3 separate regions of the Mus musculus genome follow, and regions 1 and 3 are each linked to region 2. A link is a contact called in public Hi-C data. All regions are on one chromosome and are shown on one strand. The core of a region is the stretch at or near the end of the contact, and the rest is flanking DNA. Distances in the headings are between cores, read along the strand shown.

The links. A called contact is a pair of places that touch in the nucleus more often than the background predicts.
Region 1: a Hi-C map of cerebellar granule neurons shows a contact between it and region 2, with 3 times the contacts expected there. The contact joins the enhancer-like site here to the promoter of Fut9 in region 2. A contact is called at or near these places in 4 of 484 Hi-C or Micro-C datasets (brain, cerebellar granule neurons and cerebellum) and 1 of 115 datasets of contacts at active chromatin or transcription factors (kidney).
Region 3: a contact with region 2 is called in a Hi-C map of cerebellar granule neurons, with 2.0 times the contacts expected there. The contact joins the enhancer-like site here to the promoter of Fut9 in region 2. A contact is called at or near these places in 2 of 39 promoter capture datasets (hippocampal neurons and pre-B cells), 8 of 484 Hi-C or Micro-C datasets (brain, cerebellar granule neurons, cerebellum and 3 more) and 1 of 115 datasets of contacts at active chromatin or transcription factors (embryonic forebrain).

Annotation. Positions count from the first base shown.
Region 1 is chr4:25,997,543-26,001,638 of GRCm38.p6, forward strand. No RefSeq gene overlaps it. Among named protein-coding and RNA genes, the nearest start is that of Gm24965, 59 kb to the left of the region's middle. Within about 2 kb of position 2,744, at least 2 of the 459 cell types and tissues checked have an H3K27ac peak or open chromatin away from gene starts, as enhancers often do. A contact at or near this core is called in cerebellar granule neurons and cerebellum, where this site is marked.
Region 2 is chr4:25,798,513-25,802,841 of GRCm38.p6, forward strand. It overlaps Fut9 (fucosyltransferase 9), which reads right to left and starts at 1,491. Exons shown (of 3, transcript NM_010243.3): 1 at 1,077-1,491.
Region 3 is chr4:25,621,530-25,625,691 of GRCm38.p6, forward strand. All of the region lies in intron 2 of Fut9 (fucosyltransferase 9), which reads right to left. Among named protein-coding and RNA genes, the nearest start is that of Gm24977, 57 kb to the left of the region's middle. Within about 2 kb of position 1,867, at least 4 of the 459 cell types and tissues checked have an H3K27ac peak or open chromatin away from gene starts, as enhancers often do. A contact at or near this core is called in cerebellar granule neurons and cerebellum, where this site is marked.

The DNA of each region.
Region 1 (4,096 bases), core at 1,494-3,993, 200 kb after region 2:
TATCCTGAGCCAACATTTCTGTTTGTTTGTTTGTTTTTTCTTTCAGGATATTCAGGATATTCAGAGTGAGTGTTTGTGTGAAACAATATAACATTTGTTATTTGGATACTACTCAAGTCTTTCATAATAATTAAAATTATATATAACTCAAAGATTAATAGGTGTATTTCAGTCCCAAAAAAAATACTGTATTCGTGAACTGGGTAAGCCTTTGTTTTCTTTGTTCCTATATCATTACAAAGCAGTTGTCTGTAAAGACATAGAGGTCTTAGTCTTATGTCTACAGCTTTAATGTATTAATGTGCATCATTAATGGCATTAATCTTGCCAGTGCATATCAGAAGCGACAGAGGTGATATTATTTTGGGAATGTGGGGAATGTGTAATGAATAGGAGAGGCAATGGCCAGGAAGGAGGGCTATATCGTCTTTGTGCTACTACTTGGAAATCTGTTGCCTGAAAAGTGACTGTGGCAACAAAGGGATTCAGATGACATAACATTCAGGCTCTGAATTGTCTTTCCTTTATCAGAGTATTTGTTTTCAGAGTCAAAGAAGCCATCTTCTATGCTACAATGGTTTCTTTAGGAAGGAAGTGAAGACTTCAGGCTGATGGCAATCAAAACATACTCAGAAATCAGCTAACAAGTGTGTGCTCAGGGTGATAGCCTTCTAGATTCGTCTCTGGGGCCTTTTATTTACTCTCTTTTAAATGGCCAGCAATCTGAGCAGATCCAGCAACGAAGGCATAATTCACTGCATCAGAAGTGATGTCAAGGAGAAGAGCAGGTGTCTGTATTAGCATTGGCTGGCTTATGGGCATGAAGTGAAACAATTTTGCACAGATGTTTCAGGGGATGGCAGAGTCACTCCTTACTAATTACTTAGTCAACATAACTACCTCACTGTTTAGCCTGATCTCTGAGGTCTGGGTGGGCAGATGAAAAGCCCCATACACTTTTTACTATGTAGCAGAATAACACAATTAAATTAATGATGTAATGTTTAAATTGTTTTTAAGCTATCTGACACTATTTGCTCTCATGGTGGTATGGAGATAACTGATGCTTAACATAGGAAGGATAAAATGTTTCACTTTGATGTATCTTGTTGTGATGACTATTTCAAGGATGTAATTTCTAGAACTGAACTGTGTAGTCACAGGCACATAGATGTTAAATTCCACAGGAGTAAAGTACAAGGGTCCCTGGAGGACACCTATTAAACATTTACTATCTGTTAGTTTATTAATGAACTAACTTGCCATGGTTTTACTTTTTAAGAGTTCTCTGCGGTCAATCTACTTTTCCTTCTGCCTTCACTGTCTGGGAAAGGAAACTACCCAGAGCTTTAGGTTTCTGTAAAGGTGCAGAACATCAGTCTTACTTTCTCCATGTCACCTTATTGGCCTCTAACTTGCCCTATTTTATTTAATCAGGGATTTCTGTGAAAATGTTGACAAATGAGCTCCGTAGAATTTTGCCTTCTTCGGAAATTTGTAAGAGCTGGATTCTGTTGTGTGTTAAATAGCCTTTAATACCTTTAGGAAAAAAAAACATGTATTTTCTCCTAAAGTGAAAGAACTATGACTTTTGAATGTTGACCAAGTTTTCATTGTGAATTTAGTTCAGGTTAATGACAAAATTACATAATACAATAATATTATATGACATTTGTACAACAAGCTTTTTTTTTCTAAATAACTGAATGGATTTTTAAAAGATCTCCCATTTTATGAAGAAGTTACATACTATTTTGATGTCATATACAAGAGAGAAAATGTACAATTCTTTGTAATGATAGGCAGATCTGAGAGCAGAACCTTCTTTTATTACACTTACTCTTTGTCCTATTTAGGAAGAGGACAGATTAAAAACCATAAAAGTAATCAGCAAAAATGGCAGGATGCGAAGAACTGGGCATGTTGGTTTGAGGTTGGTGTTTATGGATGCCTACATCAGACCCCAATGTGATTCTTTGGACATTCCTCCTTTGAAGCAATATTATGCCTACAATTAGTATGAGTTGAATATATCATTATATTCAGGAACCCATGTTCTTGAAAGTAAAACCATGCTTCAGCTTCTCTGAGAATTCTTTTCATAACCCGGTGACTGATTTTATTCAAGGAAAAGAACTTGGTAATAGCAAGGCTCTATACTACATACTGTCTTAAACTTTTCAGATTGTACAGTCAATGGCTGTGCTATGTGTTCAGTCAAGTCATTAGATAGTCTATGTTAGGAATTTAAACATCAATTTTTATCAGTGTAATAGTTTATTTTAAAATCAAGGTCCATGAAAATCACTGAAGTATTTTAAAATTTGGGTGGGTTGTTTTGCAAGTTCAATCACCTTTTAGCTTTTACTTATGATTTTTTTTTTCTAAAAAGGAAACTTTTATATGTTTTCATTCAGGAAGGCATTACTGCTAACAAAATTATAGTGACTGTTTCACATAGGAGAATGTTACTACCTATCCATGTAGTAATGTTGTGAGGTCACATATGATAGTACATGACAGAGGACAGGAATGGCCTCAGGGGGAGACAATAGTGTATAAACACTTGGAGACACATCAGCAGTGCCTAAGAAGGAAACCAAGACACAAGTAAAGGGATTTCATACCATCCTCTATACCCATAGTATGTTCTCCACAAAACAAGTTATATTAGCCCATGACAGAGCCTCCTATTGCTGGGGGTTTCCTTCTGTGTTTTATTAACTTTCTTGATTTTTAAAATTGACAGCTGCTATAGGAAGCAGGTGTTTATGTCTCCCATATAACTGGTGGCCAAGAAGATTCTTATTTATGGGCATCGATTTTTAAGCTCAGATTGGATTTGCAATGTTTGTTTAATTTAAAGTTCTATTTCTAATCAGAATCTCTTTTTGATGTACATTGCTATAAGGCATGTCCCCCCCACCCCCACCCCCTATTAAGAGAGAGCATAAAGCAGAGAACTCTCCTCCTAGTATGGTTTAGCTTTGCCCTATTTTGTTTGGCAGGTTCCTTTATAAACCTGTTTCCCGCTGTGTTAACTGCCTGAGGAGCCATCTGCCAAGGTGTAAACAGATTCTTATTGCTTGTTGACAGATCTTGGTGTGTCAGCACAAAATTAATAACTGCTTTGTTTTTATTTCAAATACAATTGACCTTATGAAACGATTTAATTTTTTCTGTTTATCTCAACATTTCCCATATTATTAACGTGTCAGATGTCTTTCCTTTTAATTATAAGCAAATTGAAGCGCTATATATGCTTATTTGTATGGAAAGCACATATTATAGGTGCACTGTATTGGAGTTCTGTACTATTTGTATGTCTTCTAATCTTCCCCATGAAAACAAGTTCAGTTAATTTGTATGTTGGTCATATTGTGCTATGTATAGAGTCGATAAGGTGAATCAGAACCAGAAAGTGAGTATATTATTTAAGATATTTCATATTGAAATCTCATTTCAAATTCCTCATCAGAACTGTGGAAATCCCTAGTGAGAACAAAACATCTCTTCACAGAGCTTATGTTATACAGTGAACAAAAGTGTGCAAATGGAAGGATGAGTAAATATTCATATTTCTTTCACATATTTTCACTAATAATAGTATCAGTAGATATAGTTAGCACACAATTAATTTTAGTTCCGTCTTTCCATTACACCTTCTCTGATTTACTGACTTTAAGATAATTTCCTAATTATGTAATTATAGCAGAAGTTGGCAAGGCCAAGAAAACAAAGGAGTGTAATTATTTTCTCTTTACCTTTGAGAAATAATAGTAGTGTGGTTCTGTTTTCTGTTGTTAATGTGGTATAGTGGGGACTAAAAATAACTGTCTGTGAATAAGATTTTAAAAATTGGCAATGGAGATTGGCTAAGCATTTAAGAGAAATGCAGCTCTTGTGGAGGTTCTCAGAACCTACTTCTGGTGGTTCACAACCTCCTGAACTATAGTTTAAGGAAATCTGATACCATATTCTTTCCTCTGAGCGCAACTGCATGCCCATTGGCACACATGTATATATGTATAGGTATATGTATAGGTATAGGTATAGGTATAGGTATAGGTATAGGTATAGGTATAGGTATAGGTAT
Region 2 (4,329 bases), core at 241-2,740:
AACCACAAATGATAAGCCTGATTCCAGCAGGAAGGTCTGCTGCATTCAGGAAACTCATTAGGATAGCTAGAGACTACACCTACACCGCCCCTGAAGCGCGTGGTGTGGAAGTTCTCTGTACAACCTTCCGCTCTTAGGTCAATAAACACAAAGGAAATAAGGGCTTTAACTTATTGAAATTTAAAATCATAACAACAATAATAAAGCGATTGTAAACGGTATGTCTGGTTCCACCTCTTTTTAAAAAAGCTGCCTATCCTTAAAAGTTGCCGCCGAGATTTGGTGGCGTAGCTTAGGGAGATTCACAGCTGGACTGTGTAAGGTGCTCTGCTCTAAACCTGAAAAAAAGGTAGATTCTGTGATAACAGGTAAAATAATATGGGCCCTTCCTTGTGCTCAGCGGACAAGCCCTCAGACAAGAAGGAATCTAAGCGATGTAAATAGTTGGGCACTTTGAAACAATGACAAAAAGTTTAGTCCCAAAAGATTTCCTGTTTTTGTCCTCTTTCCATGGTTGATTATCACCTTAATAGCCCAGGTGCAGAGACACAATAAACAGAACACACCGCGTGTCAGTGTGGGTTTGGAGGTGAGTGTCAGAAAAGCTTCAAGACAGCATCATGTGGAAGCAATGAGGTCAGCATTCACTAAGTCTCTGAGGAGGAACGGGATGGCAGGACCAATGACTCTGTGGTCAGGCTTTGAGGGAAGGTGGGTCAGAGGAGGACTTTGTGGAGAAACCTAGGTCCGAGCGCTAGGCAGAAGACAGAATTCACAAAAACCTGGGGACAACAAGGGCAGCAATGACTCTCTTTGAAGTGACACCAGGAGAAGGCTATCTGCCCGGGGAATGAGGGTAGCAGCGGGAGGGCAGGAGGGTGACAAGGGACTAAGATGTACAAGCAGCTATCTCTGGAAGAGAAAGGGTTCAAGTTCCAAGCTGGTTGAGTTAAAACCAAATGTCCCCGGGGACCTGTGCCAGGAGGGTACCCAGCAGGTGGTCGGGGTGCCTCATCTAACGATGTACGGTGGGCGCTCAGTCCTGTGCCTGACCCCCTAGAGTCTCTGGTACTCACCGATCCCAGCGAGGGAAAGCTCCATCCAGGGCGCGGGAGGGCAGCGCGGCGCGGGCGGGACGAGGGCTGGCGGTGGTGGCGGCGCTGTCCTAGTAGCGTAGCCGGAGTCCGGGGGTAGCCAAGAGGCGAGAGCGGCGGCGGGGTCTCAAGGCACCGGGTGAGGAAAGATCCAGGGCTCCAGAGCTGCAGCGCCCCGCGCGCTCTCTTCCCATCTCCCGGGCTGCCGAGGTTGCTGCTGCCCAGAGCAGCCAGGAGAGGGGGAGGGGAGCAGGCACGCGGCAGGGAGGGAGAGCAAAGAAAGCAGGGAGGGGGGAAGGGATGCGCGAGGGGAGATGGAGATGATCACCGAGAGTTGGGAAGAGAAGGGAGGAGCATAGCAGCCGGGTACAGGTTCCCACCAGAGGAGCTCCAAAATGAGCCTGTGGGTCTTGCCCCAATACCCTGCCGCTCCATGCTAACCCCCTTCGCGCCCTTTCCTTTGGCTCTTCCTCCGGTGACTGTGCCTGGGAGTACCCACGCTCGGCTGCGGATGCAGTTTCAGCAAGCCACCGCGTGTGTTGAGTCGGGAGGCTGCAGAGACACAGCATTGCTCTCCAGGCCTGTGGCACCTGTGCGCGCACACATAGCCACTGGTTCCATTGCTGCGTCTCCGATATGCAGACTCTTAGTCTGCCACCCTCCTCCACTCTCCTTTTAGGTCAAACTGTGGACTTGCAGCAACCGCTTCTGTCAGTTCCTTATTGCTGTCCCCCACCCCCACCCCCCAGGCGCTATTTGGCACGGACTGTCCAGCCAGAAGGCGACAGCAGGGAGCTCAATGCAGGCAACCTTCTCCAGTCCCTTGTATCTGCTGCCTGTGTTTGTTCTTCACTGGGGTTGACCAGCTAAAGTCCGGGGTCAGGTTGGGGGGTGATTAAAATTAAACTAAAATAGGAGGGGCAGATTGTCTGGAACCAAATTCTCAGTGATTTGGGAAGGTTGTAAATGTGAAGGGCAGTGTTGTGCTCAGAATTGACTCTTCTCTGTAAGCAACATTAAAATATAAATTCATAGGTAGATAGACACATAGAAAGATAGATGGATAGATAGATACATGGATGGATAGATAGAAAGACAGAAAGAAAGGTAGGAAGGAAAGAAGGAAGGAAGGAAGGAAGGAAGGAAGGAAGAAGGAAGAGAGAGAAAGAAAGGATAGATGGATGGATAGATAGATAGATAGATAGATAGAGCTCCACTTTGCAAAGTTTTTGTTTATTTTGTTGGACTACAAGTCAATCCTCGAAATTTACTTTTAGACTACGATTCAAATACATATAGAAAGTATATTTAGGGGCTCCTCTTACACTCAAGAATCAAGGAATAAATTCACACATTTAGTAAATATAACGACAATCAGAGTATCGCTGACTGATTTCTGTGAACCTTGATTTTGTTTCATAATCTTCGCATTCTGATTGGAAATAGGCAGCAGACAGGAAGCAAGTGGATGATGTGTGTAATGATACAGGTAGAAAAAGTAGTCTAGTTAAACTCTCTTCAAATGATACAGTAAGTATCCCTGTACTTCTTAGCAGAGCACTGGAGAAAGGAAGTTCTGGGGTGTGTGTGTGTGTGTGTGTGTGTGTGTGTGTGTGTGTGTGCATGTGTGTGTGTGTGTGCATGTGTGTGTGTGTGTGTGTGCATGTGTGTGTGTTGCATGTGTGTGTGTGCATGTGTGTGTGGGTGTGTGTGTGGGTGTGTGTGCATATGTGTGTGTGTGCATGTGTGTGTGAGTGCATGTGTGTGTGTGCATGTGTGTGTGGGTGTGTGCGTGTGTGTGTGTGCATGTGTGTGTGCATGTGTGTGTGTGCATGTGTGTGTGTGTGTGTGTGCGCGCGCGCGCGCGTGTGTGTGTGTGTGTGTGTGTATGTGCACCAAGCATGTGTCCATGGGCTCACACTGCTTTTCTGAATGTAGAAATCTTCATGTGCTAAAGGATCTTAGTCTCTAAAATAATTTAGACATTTTACTTTACATAATTATGCCTTATATAACAAATGTACTCATATTAAAATAAATGCTTTCTCAGTTATGAATGCAGTGTGAAAAACATTTTTACTGCAACAAGTCAGCCTTACATATTATTGAAAAACTTCTATCTCTTCCTGTATTGTTTTACTTGAAGAAAAATAAAAGTTAAATTTTAGTGATAAGTTACTATTTGACAGTGTCTCTAACTTGTTAGACTCTTTCATGTTCAGCATGCATGCCAATGAAAACATTTGGTTTCATGTCTTTTTGATGATCAGAATAAGAGGACCATCTATTCAGTAAGGGCCAATGGGCCAGACGCCTCAGCTTCTAGAGCACATGTTGCTGTGTCCAGCATGTACACACAGCAGTACACCAGGTAGACCCACCGATTATTAATCATTTAAAGAACATGGAAAGGTAATGATTGATGAAGCATAATATCCCACTCAGCACTCTTACTCAGAGATGAATCATGAAGTTTGCAAATGGCAGTAACTGTTTAATTAATTGTGGTTACTGAGAATTAATAAAGTACAAACTTCCAGACAAAGGGGAGAGGGAATCACATGGGCAGATTTACATTTTAAATGTAAATAAATAAAATAACAACAAAAAACAAATTTCCTCATATATGATTAGGATATCCCCGACTTTAATGTAGTGATTTATATAATTTTCATATAGTTGAGACTTTTGGGCTTTCATACAATATATTGTATTATTAACCCCTACCTCCTAAATCCTTCCATAATCTAACCCTATCCCCACCTCAATTTCATATCCTTTGATTGTGTTTTTTATAAGTGTAGTAGTTTAAGTGAGAGGAACCTCCTTAGGCTAATAAATTTTGTTGGGTTCCAGTGGTTGCAACTATTAGGGGAGAATTAAGGAATATGACCTTGTTAGATGAGGCATGTTAGTAAGGGTGGGCATGAGGTTTTAAAAAAATCTTCTACCATCTATAGTGTGCTCTCTGCCTCTTGCCTCTAGTTTGAGATGGTACTGGATTTGAAGACACAAAGTGGTCATGGAGAGCAGCTAAGGCCTGACACTGTAAAAGGCCAGCAACAGCCATTAGTGAAGGTACAGCCTCAATTGCAGTTGATGGCCCAGGACTGAAGGGGTCATGCAAAAAATTTGATGTTTGGTACCATGAGGAGAGCCTATAAGAGGTTTTTGGTGATGTCTAGTTGCAGGAAAAGACTCCAGCGTATTGGAGATGCCAGTACCATGGAATACC
Region 3 (4,162 bases), core at 617-3,116, 180 kb before region 2:
AGCAGCTGGCTGAAATAGATGCAGAGGCCTAAAGCTAAGCTCAGGAGTCTTATATAGAAATATGGGGAAGATTTGAGGGCCACGGAGGGGATAGGATCTCCAGAGGAGACCAGCAGAGTCAACAACCTTGGGGGCTTCCAGAGATTGAACCTCAACGGAAAAGCAGAGACAGGCTGGAACCTAGGCTTCCCACATATATGTAGTTAATGTGCACCTCGATCTTCATGTGGGTCCCCCAACAACTGGAGCAATGGCTGCCCCTAGAGCTGTTGCCTGTCTGTGGACCCTGCTCCCTTACCTAGGCTGCCTTGTAGGGCCTCAGTAGGAGAGGATGTGTCTAGCTTTTCAGAGAATTGATGTGGCAGGGCAGGATAAGGGGTAGAGGACTCCATCTTCTCATAGGAGAATGGGAGGAGGTGTGCAGGAGGATGTGTGTGTGTGTGTGTGTGTGTGTGTGTGAGGAGGGGGCCAGTGATTGGGATGTAAAGTGAATAAATAAATAAATTGAAAGAGAAAACACACATATATTATTTCTAAGAATTATTTATTTAACCTTAGACTACAGAGAAAGTTGAGAAGTAATTACAAAGAATATCTTGTCAGGCGTGCTAGTGCACGCCTTTAATCCCAGCACTTGGGAGGCAGAGACAGGCGGATTTCTGAGTTCGAGGCCAGCCTGGTCTACAGAGTGAGTTCCAGGACAGCAAGAGCTACACAGAGAAACCCTGTCTCAAACAAAACAAAACAAAACAAAACAAAACAAAACAAAACAAAACAAAACAAAACAAAACGTCTTAATATTTATAATAAAGTGATATTGCAAATACTATTTGTCAAAGTTTATGGTATATGGACAAACAACAGTACTTAAAAGACGCTTAGAGGTACAGTTTCCAGGAAATTAATTATTTGATTAACCCAAGAAGATCATCAACGAACAATGAACAAAGCTAAAGGAAAAAAACAAAAAAAGAAGCAAATAAACCAAACAACAAAAGCAACAAAGAAAATAGAAGTAGAAGTAGACAAAGTCATTGAACTTGAGAGCTTAAATTTGAGTTGATTAGAATATCCCAATGTCTACTTATATCAATAAAACAGTCAAGATAGAAAATAAATCTAGGTTAATAACAGAAGTACAAATAATGGCTAACTTAATGTATATTAAAATTAGGAATGCCTAGTGAGTATTTATAAAGAAATATAAAAATTCTTGATAAAATAAGCGATTGTGGTTTGCGTGAGTTGAGAAAAGCACATTGGCCTATGGGGGGTGGAGTGAGGATCCATCATAATGGGATTTGTTAAAGAAATGGAATTCAAGAAAAACGACTGAGAGCAAGCATTAGGCTTAGAGAAGACTGAAGTACTCAAATTAGTAATTCAATAAATGGGGATTGCTATGACACTTTAAAAAATGGAATCATTTTACAAAACAGAAAGATAAGGATAAGTTGTTAAATCAATATATGAAGCCAACTATAATTTTGTTAACAATATATTAGAGAAGATATTTTTAAAGGCCAGTTTTACTTAAAGTTACAGACAAAAATTACCCAAGATAGCAAACTTAGATTTGTAAAAATACCAGAATGACAATCCAGAATACATTTAAGGAAATCTAGTTACATGGACTCCTGTAGATAACCATGAAGTCAGAACACATTTAACAGTTTGAAGAAATTCTGATGAGAGTCATGCTAAACTATGCTAAGGTGCTTTCCTGTGATATACCAATCAGGCTGTATATGACCAGGTCACAGTGACAGCAGCCAGCACACAATAACTGCTATTTCTGCCAATCCTAAGAGAGTGGCTGTGGAGAAGGCCATCTGTCACCGTTTCTTCAGAGATGAGCAAATGGGGACAGAGACACATCCAATAAGCAACAAGCTTAGTCACTGACCTGCGGTCTACAGTCAACACCAAGCAAATGATACATTCACTATTCATTCATATTTTTATATTGGGTTTCATTGTCTTGATTTCTCTGGCATCTATCCCTTTTAACTGAGAGCTATTTATTACCATTTTAAATGTAGATCAGGTTCTCCCATCAAACAATAGCTCACACTTACATTGTTCTTATTATGGCCAAATACTGATCTGAGAGCTTTTACTCACTCATACACATGAGCACATCTATTAACTCATATTACCATTTTACTAAAGAAAAAAGTAACTGAGGCACGAAATGGCTAATATGCAGCTTGCTCAAGTTTAGTCACCCAGGAAGTTGCAGCATGTGCGTTCTCCTGCAGGTTGTTGGCTTCATGGTATGAACATGTGATGACTTTGTTTTATGATGTACTATTATGCTCCCTGCAGGCAGAATTTGCAAACAGTATAGTGATATTTTCTTTCTTCACTGACATACCATTAACATCTGGGCAGAACACTTAATAAGTGTTTCATGTGTCGTGTGAATGAATGGGTGAACGACAGAGTTTCTGATAAGTGTAAGGTCCTGTGTCAGTAACTGTAAACACAAAATATGAACCAAGAGAAACTTTTTGTTTATTTGTTTTATCTATAAGTTTAGCATATGCTCATGTAGACAATGTAAACCAATGGAGCTGGCAGAAAATAACTGGGTAAACTGGGTAAAATTGAGCTTTGGATTTTCTTCTGTTTCAAAGTTAGTACACTTGTAGTCAGTTTTACCCACTCTTTGTCTGTTTTTCTTTCCCATTCTCTCTCTCTCTCTCTCTCTCTCTCTCTCTCTCTCTCTCTCTCTCTCTCTCTCCCTCCCTCCCTCCCTCCCTCCCTCCCTCCCTCCCTCTCTCCCTCTTGTGTGCTTTAGTTAAATAAAAATAAAAAGGATTTGGCCCTTTGGCAGAAAACAATATTGCTTCTGCTCTGTGTTCCACTTTCCTGTTTCCTAAGCATTTTGTCTTGTTGATTCTTCTCTTTATATGTTCTACCTCTAATTCTTCACTGCTACTAGGGTTAATTACTAAACAATGGGGCAGTTATTTATTGACCCCTACCATGCACAGAAATTGTTAGGAATGTTTGCCTCCTAGAGCCAAGTTGACATTTCTTTGACAGGAATTGTTTCATTTATTCCCCAAAACTGAAATTCAGGTGAAAATTCAACATGTTTTGATCTATCAATCACTCCAATCTATTTTTCAAAGCCCCTAAGCCGAGATGCTATATAGCAACGACAACAATGAATGTGTAGAAAAAGGGAAATTGTAGCCATATAGAGTAATCGAAACTTTTCACTTATTCTAAATGGCCTTACAGAATGTGAAAGATGACAAAGACTTAAGCTTTAAAGAAAAGAACAGAATCCTGGGTAAAAATAATGCTCGCTCAGATTTGGTAGAGGAAAATATTTAGAAAAAATACTCCTATTTTTCAATACTGCTCTAATGCATGCTTTAAAAAAAAATGGAAGTAAACTTTAAAATACGAAACACTTAGAATTGTGATTTGCAAATGATAGATTCATGTCCGGATACTTGGGAGAGAAATGAGAAACTAAGGCAAATGAGAAGATTCCTCAGAGACTAGTAATTCTACTGTAAGTCTCTGCACTTGTGGTGTTCAGGATATTATTTTAACTAGTATTCATCTCAACTTTAAAATAGAAATAACATTGAGCAAACTATAAGAGAGGACTGAATACTTGGCTAGTACTGTGTGATAAAGCCAGCTACCTGGGTGGTAGCTCACCCCTTGGCAACTCTCTCCATTTGCTGGCTATTGCAGTATATTGTCTCTCTCACATTACATCGTGATGTAAAGTTGGAAGACAGAACCAGTCAGCTCAATAGAAGATCTTCACTCCATATAGTCCTTGGTTAAAAGAATAAAGTTGACGATACCAAATTAAAAAGTCAAGAGTAAATTAGTGAAAAGTTGATGGTATGGCTAAGTTAGAAATAGTTTAAAAATAAAGCAAACCTTTGACTTAATCCTTTTGAAATAAAACTTATAAAGTGTGATAATTATCAATTTTTTGTTATTCTATTAATTTATGATAACAGATCAGGAATTAGTGTTCTTAGCCAAAACTCCTGCAATACTAGGTCTTGTCTGTAGATTACTGTCATTTGTAGTTAACTACCCGGACACATAAACTTCTCTAAATTTCAAAATATAGCTCATTAACTATTACATATGTATGTATGTGTGTGTGGGGGGGTATGTG